Linked DNA regions of Mus musculus: all the other regions are linked to region 1. A link is a contact called in public Hi-C and HiChIP or PLAC-seq data. All regions are on one chromosome and are shown on one strand. The core of a region is the stretch at or near the end of the contact, and the rest is flanking DNA. Distances in the headings are between cores, read along the strand shown.

What was found. Hi-C and Micro-C count contacts between places; a contact is called where the count stands out from the background. HiChIP or PLAC-seq counts read pairs in DNA pulled down with a chosen protein or histone mark.
Region 2: a Hi-C map of cerebral cortex shows a contact between it and region 1, with 6 times the contacts expected there. The contact joins the enhancer-like site here to the promoter of Zdhhc14 in region 1. A contact is called at or near these places in 4 of 39 promoter capture datasets (cranial neural crest, hippocampal neurons and liver), 6 of 484 Hi-C or Micro-C datasets (bone marrow-derived macrophages, brain, cerebral cortex and 2 more), 11 of 115 datasets of contacts at active chromatin or transcription factors (the 230-238 cell line, SST interneurons, a beta-TC-6 cell line and 8 more) and 2 of 9 other capture datasets (liver and pancreatic islet).
Region 3: an H3K4me3 HiChIP or PLAC-seq map of the 230-238 cell line shows a contact between it and region 1, with 17 read pairs. The contact joins the enhancer-like site here to the promoter of Zdhhc14 in region 1. A contact is called at or near these places in 3 of 39 promoter capture datasets (cranial neural crest and liver), 3 of 484 Hi-C or Micro-C datasets (bone marrow-derived macrophages, embryonic stem cells and ventricular fibroblasts), 12 of 115 datasets of contacts at active chromatin or transcription factors (the 230-238 cell line, bone marrow-derived macrophages, embryonic forebrain and 8 more) and 3 of 9 other capture datasets (adipose tissue, liver and pancreatic islet).

The regions. Positions count from the first base shown.
Region 1 is chr17:5,490,693-5,493,855 of GRCm38.p6, forward strand. It overlaps Zdhhc14 (zinc finger, DHHC domain containing 14), which reads left to right and starts at 1,908. Exons shown (of 9, transcript NM_146073.3): 1 at 1,908-2,999. The coding sequence starts at 2,755. Gm52310 (zinc finger X-linked protein ZXDB-like) reads right to left here and starts at 2,534. Exons shown (of 2, transcript XM_030250193.1): 1 at 2,283-2,534; 2 at 1-2,060. The coding sequence starts at 2,534. The coding sequence ends at 1,257.
Region 2 is chr17:5,642,277-5,645,340 of GRCm38.p6, forward strand. The region is part of intron 1 of Zdhhc14 (zinc finger, DHHC domain containing 14); the gene reads left to right. Among named protein-coding and RNA genes, the nearest start is that of Gm52305, 120 kb to the left of the region's middle. Within about 2 kb of position 1,300, at least 42 of the 459 cell types and tissues checked have an H3K27ac peak or open chromatin away from gene starts, as enhancers often do. A contact at or near this core is called in SST interneurons, cerebral cortex, forebrain and 1 more, where this site is marked.
Region 3 is chr17:5,678,058-5,680,846 of GRCm38.p6, forward strand. The region is part of intron 2 of Zdhhc14 (zinc finger, DHHC domain containing 14); the gene reads left to right. Among named protein-coding and RNA genes, the nearest start is that of Gm41519, 91 kb to the right of the region's middle. Within about 2 kb of position 1,469, at least 11 of the 459 cell types and tissues checked have an H3K27ac peak or open chromatin away from gene starts, as enhancers often do. A contact at or near this core is called in the 230-238 cell line and pancreatic islet, where this site is marked.

The sequences.
Region 1 (3,163 bases), core at 658-3,157:
ATAGAGTTAACATGTGCTTTTGACAAAATAAAGTCTTGATCGTGTCAGCTAAAGGGTGGAAAAGCATAAAAGCTTTTACTTCAAATGCTAGAGCTGGTTGTGGTTGTTGTTGTTGTTTTTTTTTTAGAGCACACTTACCAAGCACTTAGTTGTCTCTGTAATGCGCTTGTCTGTCATGCAGTATCTCAAGTAATTCAAGATCAATTTCAATTGTCCACTTAAGACCCTTAGCTGGACTTGGTGGAACATATCTGAAATCCCAGCAGGCAAAAGGCAGAGAATCAGGAACTGGACACTACTACAGTAGCCTCAGCTACAGTAGTGTGAACTTATTTTTAAAAATGCACCCATCCACTTAGCAAACAAAGAAAAAGCCCCATCCAGCCCCTAAGAATCACACTTGCTTTTAACTTCTTGTAATTCCCTGTCCCATCTAATTACCATTTCTATCGCCCCCATTTCCTAGCTGGTTACATCCTTTTTCTCTTTTGGCTAGCCAAGCTTATCTATCTTTGACACTGAGCACTGAGGCGTGCTCTGTAAGGGAAAGACAGAGCTCTGGGTTCAGTGCCATTTCTATCACTGGGCAGCTCTGTAGTGTTGGGCAAGCAGTTCTTTGAGCTTGGTACAATAGTGCATCGCAGGGTTGTGGTGAGGATTACACAGAACGCAGGCAGTGTGCAAATATCCACCCGGCACAGAGAAAGCATCTTTTCCAAAGCTGTCTTTGTGGCTCTCCAAACGCTGAGTACTACAAAGCCCAGTACCTTGCTTCCCCGCCTTCGTCGCAGGGGTTGCAGGGACTTGTAGTTTTAGATCCTCAAGTCACGTTTCCTCCCTGAGTTGGACAGCGAGAGAAGGAACTACACATCCCAGCGGGCTCTGAAAAGAAAGTAGGGCTCAGAAAACCGAGCGCCCGTGCCGGGTGTCCTTTTGCGCTGGGTTACCCTAGTGCAAACGCCAGTTAGCGCTTCTACCGGGCCCCGAAGCCCAGGGGCGCAGCAGCGCTTAGGCTGCTGGGGCTCTCTGGCGCCGGCCTTGCGCCCGTTTGTATACCCAACTGTCAAACTGGGATGTAAAGAAAGGCGCACTCCAAGCATTCGCTAGATGTGCGGTCCCTTTATTGTGCGTGGGCTCCACAGAGGCAAGTAGACAGAAGTAAAATGAGCGAATTGTGAGCACCAGGGGGAAAAAGTAGAGAATGAAAGATGGGGAAGACAGCGACCTTTGCAAACAAAGCCTGCCACTGGGGGTTTTTAATCCAAAAGAGGGGGCAGATCGGTCGCTGCTGGAGCTGACACAGACCGCTCTGCTGTCCCCTGCCCTTCGAGGTCCCGAAGTCTGGCCTGTTTCAGGGGGCTGCTCATCACCCTGTCATCAAGGCACTCCACCCCCATCCTCTCGGCATCGGTAGAGTTTCCCTGGCGTCTCAGCCACGCGTGGCGCTGGGGAGGAAGAGGATGAGCCGAGGGCAGGCCAGGAAAGGTCACTTCTTTGCGTGGCGGGTACTCAGGTCCCCCGTAGTAGCAAGAACGGTTTTTCGACTGGTCATGAGAATGCGAGTGTCCAGAGGTGGCAGCTGAGACCGGGAATAATCCGGTGGAGAACCCCGTAGAGGAACTAAGTCCGCGGGGAGCGCATGGCGCCTCAGCACCGAGGGCAACGACCTGATTTCTCCTAGGGTGAAGGATGTCACCCGGGAGCCAGGAGCCTTCCTCCGGGCGCGCCAGGCCCGCACAGTCCCCGAGCCTTGCGCTCTGGCCCGGGGATACTGGGGCAGGGACCCAAGGGAGCGGGTGCCCAGGCTTCACTGGCAAGGAGGAGGAGCAGGAGGAGGAGCCCGGCTGTGAGGCGCGGGCGTCACCGCCCACCCGGCGGCGAGGAGGCGGACCTGCTCGGAGCGCCGCGCGCGCCGGGGCTGAGCCTTGCAAACAAGTGTCTCTGGCAGTGTCCCCGCGGCCCTCCGGCGGCCCTCGTCGCGCTAGGGTTGTCTTCTCCGGACAGAAGGAACCGAGGAAGCCCCGGGAGCCGCCACCGCTACCGCCGCCACCACCCTCGGCCTTAGCCCCGCGTTAGGGGCCGCGGACTCAGCTCGGCTGCTCGGCTCGTGGATGCGGGGTCGCAGCGCGGGCAGCGCCCCGGCTCCTACAGAGCAGCTCCTGACAGAAGAACGCGCGTGGCTGTCCCCACCCCTGGGAGGGGTTGCCGGTGTCGCGAGCTGCCGCTCAGTTTGCAGCTCTCTCTCCTGGGAGAATCCGTCACCGGGAAAGAGTAGAAACCACCTGGTCGAGGCGCAGAAGTGGCTCCGGAGGGAGCCGGCGTAAGGTCTGCTGCCTCGTGTCCGCTAAGGGCGCGGCGATCCGGGATCCGCCGGCCGGAGCCCAAGCGCAGCCGGGAGCTTGCGGGTGGCGAAGCCAGGCGCACCGCCTTCTGGGTGTCTGCTGAGCGGTTCCCCGCGTCCCGCGGGGTCCTGCAGCCCCGACCCCCCGGCTGGAAGCCACGGAGAACCGCTGCCGAGGACTGCGGACCAACATCGTCCCTCCCGAAAGCGGATTCTGCTATGACAGCTGGGCTCTCCAAGGGGTTAACCTGGGTGTCCTCCGTAAAGTTGTCGCCGAGCCGGGAGCCCGTTTAGGGGTCGCAGCGCCGCGGCTCGGGGGGCGGCCGAGTGGCCGGCGGCGGCCGTGGCTCGGCGGAACCCGCGCGGCCGGGGGGCTTCTGGGGGTGTGCGCCCCCAGCCGGCTGCCCTCGTGGATGCCTCCCGGCGGCGGCGGGCCCATGAAAGACTGCGAGTACAGTCAGATCAGCACCCACAGCTCCTCTCCCATGGAGTCGCCCCACAAGAAGAAGAAAATCGCGGCCCGGAGGAAATGGGAGGTGTTCCCAGGAAGAAACAAGTTCTTTTGCAACGGGAGGATCATGATGGCCCGGCAGACCGGCGTCTTCTACCTGACTCTCATTCTCATCCTGGTCACTAGTGGACTCTTCTTCGCCTTCGAGTAAGTGGCGGCTTCCAGATGCCGTGCTCCCCCACTCCTCCTGCCCCTACTTTGGCGACTTTCGTTTTCTGGTGTATATTGTTATATAATGTCAGCCTGCTTTCCCTTTATGGGACTTTTCAGCCCCCTGGAATAATGCCTTCTTGGGGCTGAATCCTGGGAGT
Region 2 (3,064 bases), core at 50-2,549, 150 kb after region 1:
TCAAGCTTTTCATTGAAGGAATTATCTTTATGTCAGATTCTGCTCCATTGAGCCAATCTCTAAACAGAAATTAAGAGTCAGTGAAGTTAGGATCTCAGTAGCCAATGGCAAAAATAAATTTATATCTGGTTATAAAGAGAGTCATTTTATCTCTATGGGAATGATGTGTGTGTGTGTGTGTGTGTGTGTGTGTGTGTGTGTGTGTGTATTTATGTGCATGAATATAGGCAATCTATATAGAATCATTTCGACGTGTGTATAAGATGTGTATATGAATGCAGGCATGCATGCTGTCATGTGAAGCACGCGGATGTCAGCGAGCAATCTCTAGCATTGATCCTTGCCTTCTATCTTGCTTGAGACAGGGTCTCTTACATGCCAGTATAGCTGGCCTGTGAGCCTCAAGGATGGGGGTTCCTTCTGTCTCTACATCCCTATTACCTTAGGACCACTTGAATTATAGTTGTGTGCTATAGTGACTCAGCTATATCTGGTTTTGAGGGAATCCAACATGAACTATTTCCATAGCCCCTTGCTATGTACTTTTAATGGCAAAAATCCTCTGATTTCATGGTCTCAGATAGTATCACACCCAGAAGATGGTTCCACTCTTCATGTGTAAACATCAAAACATACACAAATATTTTCCCCTGAATAGTTATTAAAATTGCTATTAGAGGGTTGGAGAGATGGCTCAGCCATTAAAGGCTAGGCTCACAACCAAAAATTCAAAATCACTGCTAGAACAGAAAAAAGAGCAGCATAATACCATGGCAACGCCACACCCTTCTACCTGTTCCTGGCGGCCTTTCCTTCTCTACAGTGTACAGGGTGACACTTTGTACACAGCTATTTGTGCACCTGTCTCATCATAGCAGGAGTCAGACAGCTCTCGATGCTGTTCATGACTGGAGTAAAGACATCTCATCATTTTAGCATTTGTTTTGTCTGGTGCCAAATTAGCTAATATCTTTTATGTTCCAAAAAACCCCGGATGCTTTCAGAGTCTCATTCCCCGACTCCCCAGCCCGTCTTCTCCTGTCACTTTCCAATTGAGCTTTATGAAGACGAAGATGCCTGTCTCCTGTTCTCTGTGCTGCCCTGGGCTGTATGTAGGTCACAATTCCGGAGACAGAAATAGGACTCCAAATGGTGTTTATGTCTCTGGCAGCTGTATCATCATCTTGTATGAAATCCAGGCCCTCGGAGGCGGAGGCGGAGGCAGAGGTGGAGGCTACACACACCGCAGATGGTGTTCAGTGGAGCTCAGGGCACTGCTGCTCAGAATGTGAAGAGGCTGTTTGTCTCCGAGAGGTCTGAGCTTGGACTGAGAATTTCTAAGCTGCTCGTAGTGGTTTGGCTGTTGAACCAGTGCTGCCAGTTGCCATGGGTTGGCAAGCGGCCCATCCAGCCTCATTGCTCCTGGAGTTCCATGTTCACAGTCACAATCAAAGGCAGAGTCTGCTTACTGCTTTTCATCACCAGGACTATAGATGCTCTCAGCTTCTTCTGAACTTCAGTTGAAAGCTGTCTCTCTTGCACAGATGCCATCATTTAGAAGCAGGGATCCTATAGCTTTGATAAAGAGGTTACGGGGACTTCCCAAGAGAACTTAGCACTGTCCTTGGGAAAGAGGACAGCTGTCACCAGGTGCCCACTATCTCATTAAGCTGAGCTGACTTAAAGACCTGATCCCAAAGTGCCTGGCAAAGGATTACACGGTGTGTACCTGACACACAGTAGTTCAATGAGCTATGGAATATTCTCTCCTTGTCTTCTCCGAGGAAGCCACGCAGAAGGACAGCTTCTCATCTCCCACATAAAGGGGCTTATAGGCCTCAGCATAAAAATTGCAATAATAATATATATCCATTTTCACCCAAATTCACCTATAAGTATTCATTCCATCTTATCTCCCTATGCCATACTTTCCCTAAACTATTTGAAAGAAGACTGCGTATCTCATGAGACCTTATTCCTGAATATGCAGTGCACGTTTCCTAAGAACAAGAACCTCTCATGGAATGGACACATGCAGTCAGCGTTGGCAAGTTCTAACACAGGTCTGCTCTGGTTGGACTCACCATGGATAGTTTATTTCTGGTGGCCACACACTGGCACATTTTCATGGCTTACCACAACACAAGGTTGCTTTGTAAATGACAATAAAAGAAATGAAGCCAGCATCTGGATGATAAGAAGGCTATCAAGTCTGAGTCCCTTCTCTATCACTCCCCAGCTGCTGTCACAGTCCGAGGTCTAGACTTGAAGTAATTGAATTTAGGTGCCTCATGGACATGCTAAACATGCCCCCTGTGGTGGCTGGTTTTGACACAATGTTGGCTCTATTGGGAAGAGAGTCTCGATGAGACATTGTCTACATTAAATTGGCCCATGGGCCTTCCTGTTGCCTGGAAGGGATTTCTTAATTGAATTAATTGAAGCAAGAAGACCTACCCTATATGTGGGTGTGCTTCCCCTCAGCAGCATGCATGAATTCGTGTCTGTCTGCTCTTGACTATGAACGTAATATGACTAATTGTTTCAAATTCCTGCTACCTTCTTGTCCCCATCACAATTGGCTATAACCTGCAATTGTGAGCCAAATAAACCCTTTCTTGTTTCGGTTGTTTGTGTCGGCGTATTTTTATCACAGCAACACAAACAAAACTAAAACACCCCCCAAAAAGTATTATCCGCCAGAACCTCTCACACATGTGGGCTCAAATTCTGTTGGTTGTTTCATAGTCAGTCTCTAACAAGAAAACAGTCATTTCTGATGAGACATCTTCATGTCTCAAGTAGAAATATAAGTTCCATGCTAGACCCTGGACCCCAGGCCCACACACAAAGGAAAGGGTGGGGAGGGGGCATCTCAGTAGATCTGCATACCAGGAAAAAGATTCTCTCTGCATTCTCAGGATTATAAGAAGACTGCTGTTTGCTTGGTTGTAGAGTCCCTCTCTCCTTAAACATTGAACTTGAAGCTTTTCACTGCTTACTATCACGAAATCAAATGTCTTGGGAAAGGTGGAAGTTCACTCATAGGTATTGATGATGCCAG
Region 3 (2,789 bases), core at 219-2,718, 190 kb after region 1:
CAGCCTAACACATACAGCCATCTCATTAGCTTCACAAGGGCATATATACATGTACAAGATTCCTCTTGGTATCTAATCTAGACCACAGCTCTTGTCTTTTATGGTATTTTTCAAATTGTGTCCCCAGGAGGAAAATACACAGGACTAACAATTTGGCCCCATCTCAGCCAACCTAGTGCTTCGCTCCTGACTATAATACATATATTGAGGTGATTTGTAAAAATTTTCCTCTGAAAATATCCCAGATTAAAAATGTTTGAAAACCAGGCTTTGCTCTTTCGGGGGTGGGGGGTGGGGGGCAACTTTCTATAACTAACCATATTGTATCAACTCTTTGCAAGTGGCGTGGCTACCTCTCTGTTACCTTCATTCTTAGATAACCACTGGGTTCTCCAGCTGGCAGGGCTAAGAATTAGGGCTTAGCTCTTAGGACCCCAGCTAGCTTTGTCAACTATAAGTGTGAGCTGAGAGCATCTATAAAAATACTGTTCTTAGCTTCTATTAGCGTCTATGTAAGATGAGTATGTTGAAGAGTAGTCTCCCCCCCCTCTCTCTCCCATCCTTTCTCTCTATTACTTCCAGATAAGTAAGTTTGCATGCATGGTATTTGTCTGAGTACCTAAGGAAGATACTGGAACCTCACCAAGCGTAGTTAACATATCATCTGACCTGCCAGCAAGTCTAGCCTACTTACTGAGGAGTGTCATAACAACAGCAATGATTTCCAAGCTTCCGCAGGAGCCCAAATCACCTGGGGATCTTTGAAAATGCAGATTCTGGACAAGGGGACTCAGAGTGGGGGCAGCACCAAACTGGTTCATTTCAACCAAGTTTCTTGATGGCTCCAAAACTGCTGGTTCAGGGACCACACTTTGAGTGGCTTCTCCAGCAAAATACTATTCACGTATGGGCTGTAAAATTCCTTTGTGAAGGGTTGGCCTGTGCATTATGGGATGTTTACCAGAATGCCTGGCCTCCACGACAGGTGCCAGGAGTATTCCCTCCTACTTGTGACAAATAAAGAAATGTTTCCAGACATTTCCACATTTCCCCTTTAGATAGAATCACCCCCAGATGAAAAACACTACCTTAAGTGATCCCAGCCACCAGCCAAGTGTGAGGTCTAGTCTGTAGTATGGTTTGTTTGTACATTTGAATTAGCAGAATTCTGTTCACTGAATTTATCAGCTCTCCCTAGAGCCTGTGCCACAAAGTACAAAGGATTTCTCCTGTCCTGCATTCATAGCACTTGGAAGACTTTAGGCCTCTAGTGGACATCTGTTAGATATTTATATTTGTTAAATCCATGACTGTGTGTGTAGCAGTGAACAACCATATTCCAAGACTGCAGTAGAGTCTTGTGGACCAGAGTATGAAGTTACATCTGCCCCCTGCCCTATCTTCACGCTGACTAAACTCCTGTTAGCAGAGGTTCCCACCACTTTGGCAGATGCCCTGTCATCTGGTTAATGGTCTGTGAAACCTCAGTACACAAGGGACTGCCACTGCAGATGAAGCCTTCAGCTGGAAAGGGAATCTTAATCCACATCTTCAAAGGTGACATTTTTTCCCTCTTGTGTTTTAAGAAAGCAGTCTTAGTTATTTGTCATAGCAGTTTAGAGTGAAAATCAGCTTTGTGATATAAGCACCCTGGTCTCTCAAAAGAAAATAATGGCTTCCCAGACAAAGAAAGGCCTTGAAAAGGAAGCCATATATTAAGGAACAGTTACCAGAAGTCTCTGGCTAGCCCAAGATTTCTCTTTCCCTGAGATACCTCCTTCACTGCTGGTCTCCCATTCCAGAGCACATGTAGCCAACCTCTCCTTCTGTCCCCTCGGGCCCTTAGTTCTCTGATTGCAGGGTTGGTGCCAGACGTAACCAAGCAAGTATACATTATCATTTGCACCTCTCTGCCAACAACGCCCAACCATTAGCAGGAGGGATCTTTATGAAAGTAAAAGCCATTTCAGGCTTTTGTGTTTTCCTTCAGAATACTTGTGCAAAATACCCTTGGGAAATAGTAATTTCCAAGCTAACCAATTTTACCCTCTCCCCCCAAATTCTAGCATTCTTCAACCATTAGCTATTGTAGACTTGATTATTCTTTCTCAAGAGCTGTATTTAAACCACAAAGAGACGCTCTATGAAACAGAGGCACAATTGTTGTGTGCATGCACACATACACACAAAGTCCCACACAGAATAATTGGGGATTAGACCAGAACATTCAGCTACACCCTTTATGCCACATACCTGGGGTTGCAGGCATTGAGGAGCTCAACGGGTGCCAGGCTTTGTGACCAGCCACCACCTTCAGTCTGAACATTGAAGAAAAACTTTTGCCTTTAGGTTAGTATTTGAAGCCCCAGGTGCTGAGGCCGCCACTCAGTAGAGGTGCAGCAGAGCCCAGTTGACAGAATAAATTGATGAATTAAACACAATGTAAGCCCATGGGTGCAAAAGAGCACCGCTCCTCGCCGGCTCTACTATCAGAAGAGAAGCCTGAACTGGGCCTTTCTCCACCCCAGCCCCATGCCCCAGTGCAGAGAGCACTGTGTATATCCCCCAGCCGTACAGCAGCTGGATTCTCCTGAGAGCACAGGGCTGCTGCAGGGTTCGGGGATACAGGCTCCATGTTTAACTGCTATAGGAAGTGGGAGCTCCGAGGACTCTGCGGACATTTAGAAGGCTGCCTGAGGGTTGTTGGGAGAATGAATGAAGCAGGTGCAAAGGCAATGAGTGACTCTGGTCCAAAGGCACAGGAGGACTAGACAGGAGGGTCAGTGGCT